2 separate regions of the Sus scrofa genome follow, and region 2 is linked to region 1. A link is a contact called in public HiChIP or PLAC-seq data. All regions are on one chromosome and are shown on one strand. Each heading gives the region's core, a stretch centred on a gene start, on an enhancer-like site or on the middle of the called end of the contact. The rest is flanking DNA. Distances are from core to core; before and after follow the strand shown.

Evidence for each region. HiChIP or PLAC-seq counts read pairs in DNA pulled down with a chosen protein or histone mark.
Region 2: a contact with region 1 is called in an H3K27ac HiChIP or PLAC-seq map of alveolar macrophages. The contact joins two enhancer-like sites.

Annotation. Positions count from the first base shown.
Region 1 is chr14:48,310,931-48,316,247 of Sscrofa11.1, reverse strand. The region is part of intron 3 of PISD (phosphatidylserine decarboxylase); the gene reads left to right. Among named protein-coding and RNA genes, the nearest start is that of PISD, 28 kb to the left of the region's middle. Within about 2 kb of position 3,072, at least 41 of the 83 cell types and tissues checked have an H3K27ac peak or open chromatin away from gene starts, as enhancers often do. A contact at or near this core is called in alveolar macrophages, where this site is marked.
Region 2 is chr14:48,526,710-48,532,026 of Sscrofa11.1, reverse strand. No RefSeq gene overlaps it. Among named protein-coding and RNA genes, the nearest start is that of YWHAH, 15 kb to the left of the region's middle. Within about 2 kb of position 1,971, at least 9 of the 83 cell types and tissues checked have an H3K27ac peak or open chromatin away from gene starts, as enhancers often do. A contact at or near this core is called in alveolar macrophages, where this site is marked.

The DNA of each region.
Region 1 (5,317 bases), core at 1,823-4,322:
TGAACAGAGAAGAAAAGTTGAGAGAAGAGTTACCTACACACAGCACCACTTGACTGACCAGGTGGTTACTCTTTTAGCATATCTGCTTTGTCTTCTGTATATATGTACTTTTTCTCTGAGCCGTTTGTAAGTACATTGCAGACATTATGAAACTTCACCCTGGAACACTTCATTCTGTACCTGACCTGACTGAGGAACACTTGTCTGGGCCCTGCCGTGGGCCTGGGCGAGGTCGGGTTTGAGAAGCAGCAGTGTGGACAGCAGGCCCCAGGCAGGAGCCCTACCTACTTTAGCACCGCTTCCTTGTTTCTGGCCTCAGTTTAGTATTTTTTTAAATGTATGGTGCAGCCTTCCAGCCATGGAAAGGAGTAAAACCATATCAGCCTGTTCCATCACTGTGTTATTGCCCATGTCGCCCATCCATGGGCCTGTACTCAGCATCCTTCTCTGCTCCATGGTCCACGACCCTGGACAGTGTTGAACACATTTACATGTTTTTAAACTTCCTGTAATTATTATAGCTTTATTGTTCCCCTCTGTAAACATGCTGCTGCCAAATCCCTCATGAAGTTGTGAAATGAGAATGATGTATGTGTAAATACTTAGTCCCATGTGGCAGGGGGTAGAGAGTCAATAAGTTCTATTTTACTTCTTACCCAACAGGTGTTGAGAAAACAATTACAGTTCTTAAAATCAGCAGTCAGTCAGTTGGCGGGCAGTAGACCCTCCCACCTGCCCAGCTCTGCCCTCAGAGAATCCTAGGCTTATTCTGGGGTAGGAGGACATCTCAGGGCCTTCCTTCAAGGTACCTGCCAGGAATGGTGGCAGCTACTCCAGCCTTTCCTCTCCCCGGGCTCTGCCAGCCCAGGGGCTGCTCTGTGTCTGGACCACTTGGGAGCACAGCGGAGGGCTCAGGGCCAGAGGCTTATTCCACCTCGAGCACTTTGTCTTCCTGTCTTGCTGCACCCTCCTCGCTGCCTGGGAAAAGTCCCGGGCAGCTCAGAAACATTGACAAATGCAAAGGGAGAATTTGGCAGGGCTATAAGAAGCCTTTGGATTAAAAAATCACCTGAGGGTGCTTCTTGCTCTTCTGGGCTCCTTACTCAGGCTTCTGTGAGGCTGATAACCTGGCTCTTCGTTCTAGCCATCACCTGTCTTCCTCAAGGGGCCTCAGCTGCCGCCCCCCAGGGAATGCAAACTAGTAGGGAGCACCTGCCACCCTGTCCCGCTGCTACCTTCCAACCCCTGGCACAGTGGGACATGGAGTTCACACTGCAGGGAGCGGCAGTGGGTTGCCCTGAGGGGAGAGGCCTGTCCACAGGTGCTGGGGGCCAGGTGACCTGGGGCCTGCAGAGCCTTGCAGTAGCGCTAGGGGGCACTCCCGCTTAGGGGAGTCCAAATCAAATGGGAGGACGGAGTGTGGCTGGCTGCCCAGAGAGTCTTTATTTGAGGTTTGAAATAAACCTGCCAAATGGTTTTTTGTTTTCCCCAGAAATCCTGTGAAGTATGGTCTGGAATCCAAAAAGCATTTCCCTACTGAGAAATATATGGTGGAGAACAGGTTAGAAGGTGGTGAGAGCTAGTCTCAGGGCATGCCCATGGGCTGATTTATGAGTTTGCTAAACACCAATCAGCCGGAGAGGCTTTAAGAGGTTACTGAGGAGTTCTGATAGGCATGGAATGGCCCGTTGGTCATTTTACAGTAGAGAGCATCAGCACTCCAGAGGCTGCTCAGCAAATGAGAATCCGAGCTTTAGATCCATAGACTCGTTTTTCCCCTGAGGTATAACATGGGCTGGGTCTGTTCTGGATGCACTGCAGCCTTAGGGGAAGTCAGAATGGTCTTCCCAGATTTCTGGTTGTTGCTAGGATTCTGTGTCAGCATCTTCCTGTGCTTTCAATCCCTTTATCCCCTCTCATGAGGTATTTGGTTGGAGCTCTGAGGTGAGAGGGGTCTGAAGTCTCACTGGGAGCTGAGAATGCTGCAGGCCAGGGCAAGGAGACTGAAGTGTAGGTAAGGTATTTGTCAGCCCTGTGCACCCTGCTGCCTCCGTGTTCCTACTGGCGCATTGTAGGTGTTGAATGTCATGGAAGTCCATGAGGTAGGACCCTACCCATCTTCTCCCCCTTTCCCCCCTGTGGTGTCCCAGGTTGAACAATTGGTTGGGCTGGATCTTGATGAGGCGTCGGGTATGTGGGGCTGTGTCTGCATGCCACTTTGTCCTCTCTTAGGCTTCCTTGGCTCAGCTGCCCATCTCGTCACAAGCCCTGTAGGCTCTCTTCCCTGTTCTAATGTTGCTCTAGAAACTAAATTCCCAGTGGTCAGAAGAAGCTGAGGTTGTACCTTTGTTCAACAAATCAGGGCCCTGGATTCCACATCCTTTTGGGGGTAGAGTAGTGGTGGTTTTCCTGGCCAGATCCTACTCCTCCCCTAAAAAGTGTTAAGTTGGTTCATTCCATTCGTGTTGACTGAGTGCTTCTGGTGGGTATGAGGGTAGGGTTCTTACCCCACAGGCTGGAGCCCTATCACCTAACGGGGTAGAAAGATAAGTCGAGAATCACCCCACAGGTTTTGATCCCAGAGAGGAAGCCTGCGTGCAGGGCGGGTCTGGACCTTGCCCACTGGGTCTTCTTTGCTGTTCTGCACTGGGGGATTTTTTGTGTCTGGTGTGACTTCCTGGAGCAGAGGAGGCGGAATAGGAAGCAGCCTCATGTTCTGTGTGGAGTGTGGAGAGGAGCGAGGGCTTAGACACCTGCTGTGCAGCTGGTGGGGGGGTAGAAAAGGTGGCTGGAGGTGGCTTTTTGCTGTCTCGAGCAGCTGGCCCTCGGTGTAGTCAGCAGCACGTGGAGGCCCTCGCGTGGGCTGGAGGGGCGCGTGGGAGTAGGGTCGGCTGCCCAGTCCCCAGCCCGTGGAGATGGCCCCGGGAAACCCTGTGACCCCGGCAGCCGGTTGCATGTTCCCGCCGTTCCCCTCGCCTCGCCCCTCCCCTTAAAGGGACCCCGTGCTGAGGGGCGGGGCGCGGCTGACGAGCTTGGTGGCAGGCCTCCTGCCCCCGCCCCCTAGCGGCCTGAGTGGCTGGAGCCCGAGCCCTCGCTCGCCGCCCGCAGCCCGGCTTCCGCGGAGCGGCACCTCCCTGCGAGTCGAGTCGGAAACCGAGTAGGCAGCAGGCGGCGCGGAAGCTGAGCCGAGCCGCGGACTACCTGCCGGTGAGTGAGCCTCCTTGCCCCGCGCAGCTGGTAGACCTGCTAAAGGATCCTGGAGGCCGTCCGGGTCCCGGGGTACGGGTCTCCTGTTACTTCTTAGGGACGGAGGAGCCCGCCCCACTGCCCCGGTCGAGCTGTGGCTTCCCGGGCCCCACACGGTGGGTCATGGGGCCGGCCCGATGAGCTCACTTCCTCCGCATCCTGTAGCATCTCCTCGCCCCACGCTCAGAAAAGGGAAATGCTGGCCTTGCCGGCAGCTCTGTGTCCTGCGCCCAGAGCTCCAGGCCCATTTCCTGTCCGAGGGGCCTGGGGTGGGCGCCGGAGGAGGGAGAGCAGCATAGTACCTCAGTGGGACCCATACGTGCTGTGATTGTCACCTGGTACCTCCCAGGGGGGGGAGGGTGTGACAGAACCCCATTCCCACCAGTGCCAAGGATTGCCGCAGAGAAGGTTCCTTTCCTTGGGGGAATTTAAGAAGGACCCCTGCCAAGTTCTGTCCCCACCTCTACCACCCTTGAAAGAGGCACCTCTGGACCCTGGTCTTTGCTTCTTCTTCTCTCACCCAAGGTTTCCCCAAGATGGCTCACCCGTTTTGCCAGGGAGAATCCATTTTCCTGGTTCTCTATTTCTGACATTTTGTCTGCTTCTAGCCCTGAAACTTGGGGGAGGAATGATTCGTGGTCCCACCAGGACACAGATGCCTGGCAGCCCTGCCCTACAGAGTGGGAGTGTGCCCAGCAAGTAAGGCCTGGGCCTCTGGATTTGGGGACACTGGGGGTTTCAGTCGAGGCTTCAGGCCAGGTAGCTGGCACCCATTGAGCTTTCTACTCAGGGAGTGGGAGCACATTCTTGTGTTTTTGCAGGCTGCACATGTGCAGGGCTGCAAGGCCTTCGTCCTGGACAGTGAGGGGTGGGCGGGGATGTTGCAGTACTGCTCACATGTGAATCCCCAGAGCAGCCTGTCCCCCTAACACGGTCCTATTGTGCCATCGCTTCCTGTTCTGTTGCTGCTCCTTTGGTTTCGGCTCCTCTCAGAACTGCTGCCCCTGCCCTGTTCCTTCCATCTTCCCAGTGGTAGCAAACTTCTGCCCTCCCAGAGCATGGGTTTTGAGGGGGACAGAAGGTGTCGGGAACCATATCTGCACTAAGCTCTTGGGTGAGAGAGAGGCGTGAAGTTTCTGAGCAGAGTTGTGGGTGAGCAAGAGGAAGGACCCTTCGCATTTCCAGAAGACGAGGAAACTGAGACCCAGAGAGCACCTGTGACTTGCAAGACCTTTTCCAGCTCTCAGGCCGAGGGTTGGGGGAGGACGGCCAGGATCGAGTAACCAGATTGTTCTTGTCTCCCACCAAAGCCACTCTGAGTTCTCATGTTCCGCATGGCTGGCCCTTAGGCCAGGTAATGACTTTAAAGTCCTACTGGTCACAGCTCCAAACTTGCCTCCACAGAGTATCCTTGAGACTCTCGGGGGAGAGGGAATGTGTCTGTACCTTAGGGCACCCTCCTTGCAGGCTCCTCATACAAGCCTGAGCCCCACAAGTTGCATCCAGGGAACCAGAGAGGGAGAAAGCTCTGGGTTGGCCTCCAGAGGCCATCGCAGGTACAGAGGGCAAGTGGGGCTCTGAGATGGGGATGCTGGGAGCTCTGTTGGCTGAGGAAATGGCTCTGCCCTTGCGTATTGAGGAAGGGTGACCTCTTGGGACCCCCTTCCCACTGTCCTGCAAGTACTGGCCCATTTTCTGAGGGACGACTGAATTATCTGCTTCCTGGGAAACTTTTGGGACCCAAATCCAATGGTAATTTGGAAGAAGCTTAACATCGTGGTCTCAGTGTTCCGTTTTAGAAGAAGAGATAGAGTGGTGACCAAGACAGGACTCGGGTGTGAGGACTTCCTGCCTGGACCCTCATGGCAGTTGCTGGAGTCTCTCCAGAATAGTAGCTCCTTGAGTTGCTCCCTACCCACTGCTGTCTCCTCCACTGTGAAAGGGGGCGAGGGCCTGCTCTGCCCTGGTGGGCTGTCTGGCCTGGCCAGGCCCCTGCACTGGAGGCCCTGGGGTAGAATGAAATGCAGAGTGAAATGCAGAGGCACACGTGGGAACCTGAAATTTTGGCCAG
Region 2 (5,317 bases), core at 722-3,221, 220 kb before region 1:
GAAAAAACCCCACCCCCAAAGTAAGAAGTGGAATGTGGGGCTCACCCCCAAATGGCGCCCTTCTGCCCTGGATCTTTGTGTGCTGCACAAACTGCTTTTCCTCTTCTCCTATGTGCAGGGCAGGGCAGGAGGAGCGAGATAAGGACCAGACACTCGTGCAGCCCCTCTGTAAAATTAGAGGGGCAAGTGGGATCAGTAATTCCTTTCAGAGTTCCCATTCTAGACTTGATGCTCTTTTAGCCTTCAGACTTTGGGTAAAATGGATCTTCAAGGAATAACTTTCCAAAGGCAAGCAGACACAACACCAGTGAATAATGGCAGTGGACACAATAAGACTCAGGTGCTTTGTGCCCTTAAAATGCCCAACCAGCAGGGCTATCACTTTTACAGCTGAGGCCCATAGGAATGAAACTGCCCCCTCAAGGTCACACAGCTACCTGGCTGCAGAGCCAAGACTGGAAGTCTAGCTCCCAGGCCAAGCTCTTCAGCCTGCAGCATGCAACCTCCTCACCCCTGGGCAGACATTCAAGGAGCTGTGCACACCCACACTCCCAACAACCTTATTTTGCAAACATGGACATAATAACAACAGCAAGGGAAAGTGTGTCTCATCCCTTCCCCACCATCTCCTGGCTTTCACTCTGTTGCCTGGCAACAGTTCTATCCAGAAAACCTAGGTGTCATCCTAGGCGACTCCCTCACCCTCATCTCTCCCACCAAACCCATTGCCCAATCATGTCCTTTTATCTCAGTGGCCCTGGAGTCACCCACTCCTCCCCTCTCCCACCCCATCCCAATCCAAGGTTCTATCACAGATTTCCTGGACAATTACACCGGCTTTTCACAGGTCTCCTGCTTTTACACCTACACATCCCATCACCTGCTTCCGTTTTCTATAACCACAGCCAGACAGTCTTCAAAAAATACAAAAATCTAGAGTTCCCGTCGTGGTGCAGTGGTTAACGAATCCGACTAGGAACCATGAGGTTTCGGGTTCAATCCCTGCCCTTGCTCAGTGGGTTAACGATTCGGCATTGCCCTGAGCTGTGGTGTAGGTCGCAGACACAGCTCAGATCCCATGTTGCTGTGGCTCCGGCGTAGGCTGGTGGCTACAGTTCCAATTCGACCCCTCGCCTCGGAACCTCCATATGCCGCAGGAGCGGCCCTAGAAAAGGCAAAAAGACAAAAAAAAAAAAAAAAAAAATCTGATCACATCATCTGATCAGCTTAGAACCTCTAAGGGTAAAAATGGAAAATCTTTAACATGCCCAAGAGGCCCTGCATCACTGGGCTGACACCGCCCCCACACTTCATCTTGCCCTGGCCTGTTCTCTGGCCTCTCTGCCTGGAACATCCCCATCCTCAACACATTTTCAGTTCTTTTTTTTTTTTTTTTTTTTTTTTAAGGGCCACTCCTGCAGTATATGGAGGTTCCCAGGCTAGGAGTTGAATCAGAGATGTAACCACTGGCCTACACCACAGCCACAGAGATGCCAGATCCAAGCCATGTCTGAGACCTACATCACTACTCACAGCAATGCCAGCTCCTTAACCCACTGAGTGAGGCCAGGGATTGAACCCACATCCTCATGGATCCCAGTTGGTTTTGTTAACCACTGAGCCATGATGGGAACTCCCCAATTTTTCTTTTTGCCTCTTTCTGGCTCAGCCTGGGGTGGGGGGTGACTGGCTCAGGGCTGGAGCCTGTGAGGACAACCGCCCCAACCAATTAAAGGAAACACCATCAGCCAGGAAAACCAGAAGGGAGCACTGGGCCATCAGGACCTGAGTCACCCTGTTTCAAGAGGGAAGGAAGAGCTGAATGTCTGGCAGTGAGGCAGCTGGACTCAGGAAGCCAGACAGACTTCCCCACCACGTTGTGGCTTCACGTCCAGTTTCTATCTCGGCTGCACCATGTAAGGGCTCTCCCAACTCCTGTCAGTCTGTGGGCACTGCATGAAAGAAGGCAGCACACGAGCTGGGGCTGCCAAGGCCATGTGGCAAGCAAGTGAAACCTACTGGAAGGCAGGAGGGCTGTTTGGGCTCTATGGCCCAGTGAGAAAGGCCAGTTGGTTCTGCAAAGACAGCAGATTTTCTCCTGGGGCAGTTGTGTGCTTGCTCCACAGGGCTACCCTCCAACCCGAAGGCCTTCACCCCACTCCTTCACTTAATATTTATTGAACACCTACTACATGAAAACACTGTGAGCACAAAGGTGAACAAAGAGTGACTTGGTCTCTGTTCTCGTGGAGCTTAGGGTCTTGTGGGACAGGCACGGATCTATTGATCCAGGGAAGGACCGAGAGCACCCTCACGGCTCTGATAGGGGCTGCAGTGTGGGCTTGAGGTAAGGCGTGGCAAGAGGCTGATGGCCTTGACCATGCTGAGGTCACTGGCAAAGGAGTATGCATCAAGCAGGGGAAGGAAGAGGGCAGGTAATTCCAGGCAGAGGGCCTGGCATGGGACGACTGTTAACCTCACAAAGAGCTGACTTGAGGCTGGTGTGACTCCAGGGGGTTGGGCAAGGGGGAAAGATGTGCAAGGAGAGGTTGGAGTCATGGGTAGGGCTCCCAGGCTACTTCTAGGGGTTTGGTCTTTTCCCAAGTAAAATAGGAAGCCACAAGGGTACTGAGCAGGCAGAGTGGCACATATGTCATTACTTGAAGGCAGAGAGGAAACAACAGTTGTCTTCTCTGGGAGCCAACTGGTGATTACAGTGGTGACAATAGCCATAGAAGATGCACTGCTTTAAGCCTCTTCCTGCATTAATTTAACCTATGGGGGGGCACTGTTATTATCCCCACTTTACAGCTGACAAAACCGAGGCACAGAGAGACTCAGTAACTTGTTCAAGGTCACACAGCTTGTAGGTGGTAGAGCGACAGGTAAGTGAGCAGCCTCTGGGCACTTATAGAAATTACTTTTGGAGTTCCCCTCATGGCTCAGCAATTAATGAACCCGACTAGGAACCATGAAGTTATGGGTTTGATCCCTGGCCTTGCTCAGTGGGTTAAGGATCCGGCGTTGCTGTGGTGTAGGTCGCAGATATGGCTCAGATCCTGCATTGCTGTGGCTCTGGCGTAGGCTGGCGGCTAGGGCTCTGATTAGACCCCTAGGCTGGGAAGCTCCATATGCCGCAGGTGAGGCCCTAAAAAGACCAGAAAAAAAAAAAATTACTGTCAAAGAAATCATAAGACAGAGGAGTGCTGTCCTACAGGAGAGTCCAGGGCAGCAACCAGGATGATCCTGATTTATAACAGGCCCTTTTAGTTGGCTCTGCGAACAAGCACCCATTGACCCCCCCACTGCATGCCAAGCACACTGTTGTAAATATTGAGGGTGTAGCAGAGGCAAAAAGCAGTCCTCAAACTTACGTTCCAGTGAGGAGGAAAGACAATGCTCAAGTGGGCAGATGGTTTCGGGTGATGATATGGGCTCTGAGGGGGAGATGACAGGGGTGTGTGACTGGCAGTGGTGGGCAGAGGGGTGGGCTTCTCTAGACAGGGTAGTCAGGGAGGGTGACAACTGTCACCAGCAATGCAGAAGCAACAGAGCCATGATCCTGGGAGGATTCCAAGGAGAGGAGAGTCGTGCAAAGGCCATGCGGCTGGGGCAGCCAAAAGGCAACCACAGAACAGAAAGAGGACACACTGCATTGTTCTGAGTGAGGAAGAGGAGGTGAAAACAGAGGCTTCCAGAAGCCCATTCCCCACAGGACCTTGTGGGTCATGGCAAGGAGCTGGGATTTCATCCCAAATTGATAGGTAGTCACCAGAGTGTTCTCAAACAGGGGAATGATGCAACCTGTTCTGTGTTTGAAAGGCAGCATATTGGTTGCTATAAGAAGAAATTCTTCAAGGCGAAGGAGGATGCAGGAGAACCAGTTCAGTCACTGCTACATCAGATAAAGATGGACATGGGGTAAAGGGTCGGATTACAACATATTGTTAATGGATTAGATGTGGGGTTGAGAGAAGGAAATACAGGACGACTCCCAGGCTTTCCGCCTGAAAAACTGGGGAGATGATGGTACAGTGACTAAACTGGGGAAGACCATGGGAGGGGATCAGGTTTGGGTGGGAGCCAGGAGGGTGCAGCCAAATCAAGAGCTGTGTTTTGCCACATCCAGGTCTCTAGGGAGCAGCCAAGAAGGTGGCTGGACAGACAGGTCGGAGTTCAGAGGTCTCAGGAGCAGACTCACAGCTTTGTAGATGGTAATCAGAATTACAGGACTGGGTCACCCAGGGATGAGATGCAGACAGGAGGTCCAGGGCTCCAATGTGCTGAGACTGGACAGAGGCCCAAAGGCCAGCACAGGAGGTCACGGAGGACACTCAAGGAAAGCCCACATGGCTTGGCTCTGCACTGACAGACCCAGTAATCCCAGGCAAGCTGCTCTCCACCTCCAGACCTCGGCTTCCTCCCTGTAAACCAGAAAGGTGGCCCCACCCGTGGCTGAGGTGGCTCCAGCTTATGACAATCCCATGGCCCCTTGCCAGATGCAGAAACCAGAGAGAGTTCAGGTTTGCCCACGTTGTTTCCAGACCTCCTACAATCAGCTCGGACTGGATGAAATACGAAAATATAGCAAAAGACAGCCCAAAGGGCCGCCTCCAAGGGAGAGAGGGCAGGGCAAGGTCACAGTGGCCTGGAGTGGAATCCAGTCAGCTAGGCAACCCCACCCCCAGTTACTCTTCTATAAAAGTGGCTGTGATACCCAGGATGAAGGGTCATTGCCAGAACAAAGCCAGTTAGCAAGCAGAGCACCCTGCCTGGCTCCAGGTGTGTATGGTGTCAGGGCCGGCCCCATTCTCCTTGAGGGAGATTCCTTCTGTGAATCAGAAGAGGGATTCCAGAGAGCCTCTGCCCTTACAGAATAATGCATTCCTGCTGCCGATCAACCCCGGGGCTGGCGGCTTTGAGTCATTCTTGCCCTCACCTGTAGGCATGGTGCTGCCATCTTGGGAATCAGGAGTCTGCAAAGACTAGCTAGCCATCTGCCAAGCCTGGGGTGCCGCAGGGGCTGGAGGCAGGGGAGGAGACATCAGCTTCTAGCGCTGGCCATGGCTGTGGACTGGAGCCTCTTCCCAGCTTGGCAATGGGCAGTGATATAACAGCAGGGAAATGCATCAGCAGAAAGCAAATTGGAGCTTGGGCCAATGTGTCTAGCCCCATGACAGCTCCCATCTCCGTGTCTTCTAGAAGCAGCCTGCCTTGGAAGGGGGTGTGGTGGGGGGAAGGCAGGAACCACAGCAGCAGCCACTGGAGAGAGAGACAGGCTGGAGCCTGCATTCCCTGGATTCCTGGCCTGGCTCGG